Linked DNA regions of Mus musculus: region 2 is linked to region 1. A link is a contact called in public Micro-C data. All regions are on one chromosome and are shown on one strand. Each heading gives the region's core, a stretch centred on a gene start, on an enhancer-like site or on the middle of the called end of the contact. The rest is flanking DNA. Distances are from core to core; before and after follow the strand shown.

Region 1 (3,104 bases), core at 404-2,903:
GTTTCCTTGTGAAGAGAGACTCCACTAGACCTCTTTCTTGGGCGCACGCTGTTTCTCTATCTTCTCCCTAAGAATTCAAAAATCATTGTACCATTCCACCTGTTTCTTTATTTCCTCCCTCCCTCCTTACATTTTTGTAACTGAGGATGGAACCCAGGACCACAGCATGCTAAACCATGCTCTATCATGGTGTTGCACCCCCCCAGTCTCCTGCCTCCTTAGTTGTCTATGATGCTGACTTAGGTAAGACTCCATCCTAGGCAGGATGGACCGGGAGAAACCACACTGAGTCAACACTGGCTGATGACTGAGGATATAAAGTTTCTCAGAAGCTGGTGTGGCGACGTAGTAGGAGTCTCAGTACCCATACTACAAATCAGCCCTGAAAACAGCAGAAGCAGCCAAGTGCCAGGGCTGGAATGCTAGGCAACTGAGCTCTCTGCTCCCAGTGAGGCCTCTCAGGCCACTCTAGGACAATGCAAAAGATTGTCATGCGTTCTTTGCAACTTGGCTGAGATGGTTTTCACGCAGGCCTGTGGGCCATATTGTTCTTCCTCTCTTGGCAGATCTTTGGCACCCACTCTCCTCTCTGGCTGCCGGCAGGCCTCCCTGTAGCTGTGCTTTGGCCTGATTAATGGAGTCCAGCTTTCCCCCCAAGGTGCCTGGGCAGTGGGGGTTAAGTCATGCTAGAAGCCCTAATTGCCTGGTCACTTTTATTTTGGGAGGGGTGTGTGTGTGTGTAGACTTCCTGTTTACGGCGCTTTCCTACACAAAGCAAGGCAGACACATGATGTTTTAAGAGTTTCTTCATTCAAGGAGAGCCAAGAAACAAAACCGGAGTCTGCTAAGAAAACAATAGAGGCCGTGGCTACAGAGCATTCTGGCTCTGGGAAACGACTGGGTCCCCTTTGCGGGGGTGGCTGCCACCACTCTGCTGTACGTGATGACTGCCAGTTATTAAGCCTGTCTGGCTGAGGGGGAAGCCAATGAAGAAAACAACAATAAAAGGGAGATAAATGGCTCCTGAGAAATAGGAACTATGCAGGCTGGGGGGGGTGGAGTGGGGGGTGGAGCCCCTGCACTGGTTTAGAGTTTATAGCCAGGAGGATAAACACCACATAATTCTCAAACGATCACCATTTGGAGATGATAAAACAAATAAGAGAAAAAAAAATTCCCTGGAAGAAAAGTTTACAGGACAGAAATCGTGATATCCTGTGTAGAACATTCACGAATTCTGTCTTGGGTCTGGGGTATGCTCAGAAATAGCCTTCCAGCTTGGTTTCCGAGTTTTTGAGGGCCACAAGAGTCTCCCTTACATCACTGGACGACGGATCTCCACCCATCCTAGCGTTGAAGGAGAGGCGGGGTGAGCCCTGGCACGTCCTTGTCGGGGTGCAGGGCGAGGCTGCTGTGCTCCTCCGAAAAGGATCCCCTCCTCATCTAAGTCCAAAACGCCGACCGCGCAGAGGCTGAAAAGGTCTCAACTTCCTGAAAGATGCTAAAGCAAAGAGTCCTCAACTGTCCAGAAACACGGAACTTATGGGATCTACGGAACTGGTATCCCAATCTTGATGTGGCTGGAATGTCCCCGGTGCTTTTGAAACCCTGTGCTTGGGCCAGAGGTCACTCCCGTCCTCTGAATCCATTTGCCAACAGCTTAGACGCAGGCAGCCGGCGCCCTCTTGAGGAAGAAATGCGTGCCTGTCCAGCGGGCTGGAATGCTAAGGCGGTCGCTAGGTCCTGTGGGCCTCCTCTGCACCCCAGCACGCCTAAGGGGAAAACCCAGGCTTTTCTTGGAAGAGTCTGTTTTCAGTTCCAGCTGGTCTACTGGCTCCCAGTGACTAATGAGGCACCTCTGCATCAGTGGTCCTCGGGACCTCTCGAGGGAGTAGGCAGTGAGCAAGCACAAAGGCCTGGGTCATTTGCAGCCCTGAAATGTTATGGTCACGAGTGTCTGATCATTGCCAAAAGGCTCCTAACACCCTGTGAATATGGCAGAAAGTGTGGCGGGTAAAGAAAGGTAGGAGCGAGCGGTGCATAATACACACTGGCACGTCTACAGTAGCTCCTGCCTGTGGTCCTGACACCTCGTGCTGGGAGCCAGAAGGGTCTCTAGTTTGAGATCCTGCTTCAAAACAAACCCTAATGAGATACAGGGTGGGCTGACTGTTTTAAACCACACAGAAAGCCACAGGATACAGACAATTGGGGGTGGGGAGGTGGGCATCATTCTCAGGTGTTCTGAGTAGGCTCGGAAGGTCTGGCAGCAAAGAAGTCCTTGGCGAGAGGAGAGGCTGACCTTACTGAGTTACCTTTGGCCAAGGCCATAGAGGCCACACCCTGGGCCGTGGGATTCGGAGGCTCACAGGCATCGGTGTTTACTCATCTTGTTCAGACTCCAGGCAGATGCTTCTCTACCACCTCATCCGCATGCGTCACTGTTGTGGGTTGTGGTCTGCCAAAGTTGAGACAAACACAGGGTCACATGGCTGACGCGCTTGGGTAAGAGGACAAACAGATTAATGCACCCAGGGCTCCTTCTCAGATAACATCTATGCAGTGGGCTGAACAAAGGGTGATGTCCTGGAGTTCTGGCCATCCTCCCTGTTCACGCTCCGCAGATGCCCAGGGGTTAAAGGAGTATCTGCAGCCACGTACACAGAATGAGGAACGTTTTGAAACAATTTGTAACCGGTCGAATACTTGAAACACGTCAATCCTTTATCTTCTCGGCCATCTGGAACTGGGTAATGGTGGTCTATGCAGACGTTTGGTCCAGGCACTGGGGAGGCAGAGGCAAGATGTCTGAGCTTGAGGCTAGCCTGGTCTACAAAGTAGGTTCCAGTACTACACAGAGAAACTCTGTCTCGAAAAACTAAAACCAAAACTAAAGCCAAACCAAAACCAACCAAACAACCAAACAGCCCCCCAAGAGCCAGATGGTTACAGAACACTAAAGCTGAGGACATTAAGGGATGTAGCTTAAATTAGTATATATGTAGCATAAATGAGGCCCAGGTTCAATTCTTAGGAAAAACAAACAAGCAAACAACAAAAACACAAAAGAACTGTTTTATAGGGCTGGAGAGATGGCTCAGAGG
Region 2 (3,104 bases), core at 257-2,756, 150 kb before region 1:
ATGAAGGGAACTGTGGAGGATGCTGAGAGTCAGCTTCCGGCTTCAGCATCAGGTGTGAGAAGGAGGAGGGTGTTTTATCCTTGCTACCACCTACCCAGGAATTCTGGGACATTTGAGGCCACTTTGGTCCCAGAGTTCCTAGCAAAATGTTGCTGCTTCTACACCTTTAGGACCCAGGCAGGGAGACAATGGGGGTAGATAAGGTCTGGCTGTCCTCTCTGCTCCCCTCTGTATTCATGTACCTAGCCTATCCACCGGGAGTCGCCTCCCTCATGAGCCTCTGTGCACCACTCTACCGTGGGAGCAGGAGCGCCAAGTCACTCTTGTGCAGGCCTGGAGACGCGCGCGTGCGTGTGTGTGTGTGTGTGTGTGTGTGTGTGTGTGTGTGTGCGTGTGCGCACCAGTCTGTAGATATAAAGGGGGCATAGGGGCAGGAGGAACCTGCTGCTGCTGGATTTGGGCAGCTAAAGCTGATGAGGGGAAACTGCACTGAGCCATAAATTCTGAAATATGAGGGAAACTGCTGACTACAAGCAACGGTGGAGCCTCGCTGTGATGCTGAGTCCTCCTGCGTGCAGCCCCGACTCACAGTGATGTCTAATCTCTAGCAGCCCTGGTTAATGAGGTCCTGTTCAGGCCACGGAGACTGAGTATCCATTAAGTGCCCAAGACACCCCCCCACCCCCACCTTCCCCTCCTATGGCAACGTTTCAGTCCAGCCTTCCGGGGTACAGAGGGCCCAGCGGGGCTGATGTCAGCAGGGATACAGACCCTGATAGTGCAACAGAGCCATTATATGCTCCTACCATTCTCCTACAGGAGGGGAAGGGTGCTCTTTTAAGAGAAAGTGAGAAGGATACAGGGACTAAGACAGCCAGGGGCAGTGATGTGAAAGAACACAGAAACAAAACTCAACAAATACTAGCTCAGGACCTCTCTGAGTGCCTGCGGTAGGCTCTGTAGCCCCCAAATACAGCCTCTGATTATCCAGGCTGCTTGTCTGACTGCTCCTTATGTCGGCTCAGGAACTCCTGTGGGACAGTTATCATCCCCACTGTCCCTTGAACCCTGTCTGCCTCCCTCCCTTCCTCCTTCCCTCCTCTCCTTCATTATCCAAACATGCACCTTTTTAAAGTTCATAGAATGGCCATTCCTAAGGATCTCCTCAAAGCCAAAAGGCCCTCAAGGAATTAAACATTATTGGTAGATCTGTCGTGCTGGGTCCTGACAGGAGGGTTCCCTAGGGGCCATACTGAATGGTTGTGCCTGGGCCTCTCTCTCCTCCTCCCCCCGATTTGCCTTGGCTTGGCTTTGACATTGGGATGCAGCGGCCCTGTCTTGAAAAAGGCTTTATTTTTGCACCATCTCAACAGGACTGGCATTTCCTCAGGAGGAAGAGGGTCTCAGCTGAGAACGAAGTTTCCTGTGAGTCTGCTGCTCTCTCAGGCCTTTCCAGTGAATGCCCTTTGGAGGGGCTCAGCCTGGTCACCTGGGGCTCCCAGGTCCAATTTCCTGTGAGTCACCACTGGTCACATTTCAGCAGCTGTGGAAGATTTGTAGCCAGAGGGCCAAGGCCAGGGCATGGGGGTGGGGTGGGGTGGGGTGGGGTGGAACCATTGGAGTGAAAGGATGAGTTTCTGTGGGACACAGTAGGCCAGAAAGTTCTCAGGTATTAGTTACCCTCAGTCTAATGATGTGGAAAAGGCCAATAAGGGAAGAGCAGGAAGCAGTTTGGCCCAGCCGCAGATAGTTGTCCCCTGAGCTGCTGCTAGCTTTGGCCTCTTCTGTGCGTGGGCCTGAGTGTCCTTGGGCAGTCCCACTGGCCCTTACCAGCCCTCCCTGGCCCTTGTCCTTAAAGGAAATCCTGTTCTTCTTTCATCTTGGTTCTCATGAACCCAGCTGTCTTTGACCCACAGAACCAGTCACGTAATTTACCCTGGCCAGTACAGTCATTTCTTGTGAACCAATTAATAAAAGGGATGGAAGGACATTAAGCCTAGGAGGGGCCCCACTGTACATGCTCCAGATGAACCCTGTCTGCTCGGTATTTATTTCTCAAAGGAAGACTCAAAATGAGAATTTTTAGGCTGGTGGGTGACAGGGATAGGGTTCATTCTGCCTGAGGCTCTGAAATTGCACCTTGAGGGTTAGGGGTCACCAGCCTCAGTTGCTCCTGTGTCCCTTATCCCAGATTCTTGTGCTTTCCTTTCTTCTGTGTGTGTGTGATGTGTGGTGTGGTATGATATGTGCATATATTGTGTGTATATATAATATGTGTGGTATGGTATGTGTATATATGATATGTATATATAATGTGTGTGTAGTGTGGTATGGTATGTGTATATATGGTATATATATATATATATATATATATATATATATATATATATAGTGTAGTGGATGTGGTATGGTATGTGTATATATGGTATGTATATATAGTGTGTGTGTGTGGTATGTTGTATGGTATGTATATATATGGTGTATATGTATATATACATATATATATGTATATTGTGTGTATATATATATATAAAGGGTGTGTGGTGTGGTATGGTATGGTATGTGTATATATGGTATGTATATATATTGTGATATATTGTGTGTGTATGTGTGTGGTACGTGCTCGTGCATGAGCTTGCTCATGGTATGACAGAGGAACAAGCTGAAGGAGAAGTGTTGGTTTTACATTAACCTCTACCCAAATGTTGCCCTTTCTGGGGCTGAGTGCAACTGTGTGCTCTTGTTCCCATGACCTGGGGATCCAGGTACAGTTGCTTTCCTGCTTTGTGCTTGCGGAGTTAGATGCCAGCCATCTGTCCAACTGCTGGGCAGGGAAGATAAACATTGCAGCCCCGGGAGCCCTACCGAGAGAGAGCAGAGGTGGGCCTAATGGACTTGTTTTTAGGCACTTGCTGGGCAGCCCATCCTCCCCCTGAGGCAGAACATGGGAGATGAGGGCCTGGCTAGAGAACTAGAGAAGGGTAGTTTGAAAGCACATGCTTAGAAGCAGGAAGGAATGGATTTCTCTTTCTTTCTTTCTTTCTTTCTTTCTTTCTTTCTTTCTTTCTTTCTTTCTTTCTCTCTCTCTCTCTCTCTCTCTCTCT

Evidence for each region. Hi-C and Micro-C count contacts between places; a contact is called where the count stands out from the background.
Region 2: a contact with region 1 is called in a Micro-C map of trophoblast stem cells, with 3 times the contacts expected there. The contact joins two enhancer-like sites. A contact is called at or near these places in 1 of 15 datasets of contacts at CTCF or cohesin (pro-B cells), 21 of 484 Hi-C or Micro-C datasets (the C2C12 cell line, the HPC-7 cell line, LSK cells and 15 more), 9 of 115 datasets of contacts at active chromatin or transcription factors (the NIH/3T3 cell line, bone marrow-derived macrophages, embryonic limb bud and 5 more) and 1 of 9 other capture datasets (embryonic stem cells).

Annotation. Positions count from the first base shown.
Region 1 is chr8:25,273,795-25,276,898 of GRCm38.p6, reverse strand. It overlaps Gm39145 (a long non-coding RNA gene), which reads right to left. Exons shown (of 3, transcript XR_001778746.1): 2 at 2,316-2,458. Among named protein-coding and RNA genes, the nearest start is that of Gm39145, 4.3 kb to the right of the region's middle. Within about 2 kb of position 1,653, at least 244 of the 459 cell types and tissues checked have an H3K27ac peak or open chromatin away from gene starts, as enhancers often do. A contact at or near this core is called in the N1E-115 cell line and trophoblast stem cells, where this site is marked.
Region 2 is chr8:25,427,488-25,430,591 of GRCm38.p6, reverse strand. All of the region lies in intron 1 of Gm30978 (a long non-coding RNA gene), which reads left to right. Among named protein-coding and RNA genes, the nearest start is that of Gm30978, 25 kb to the left of the region's middle. Within about 2 kb of position 1,506, at least 31 of the 459 cell types and tissues checked have an H3K27ac peak or open chromatin away from gene starts, as enhancers often do. A contact at or near this core is called in the N1E-115 cell line and trophoblast stem cells, where this site is marked.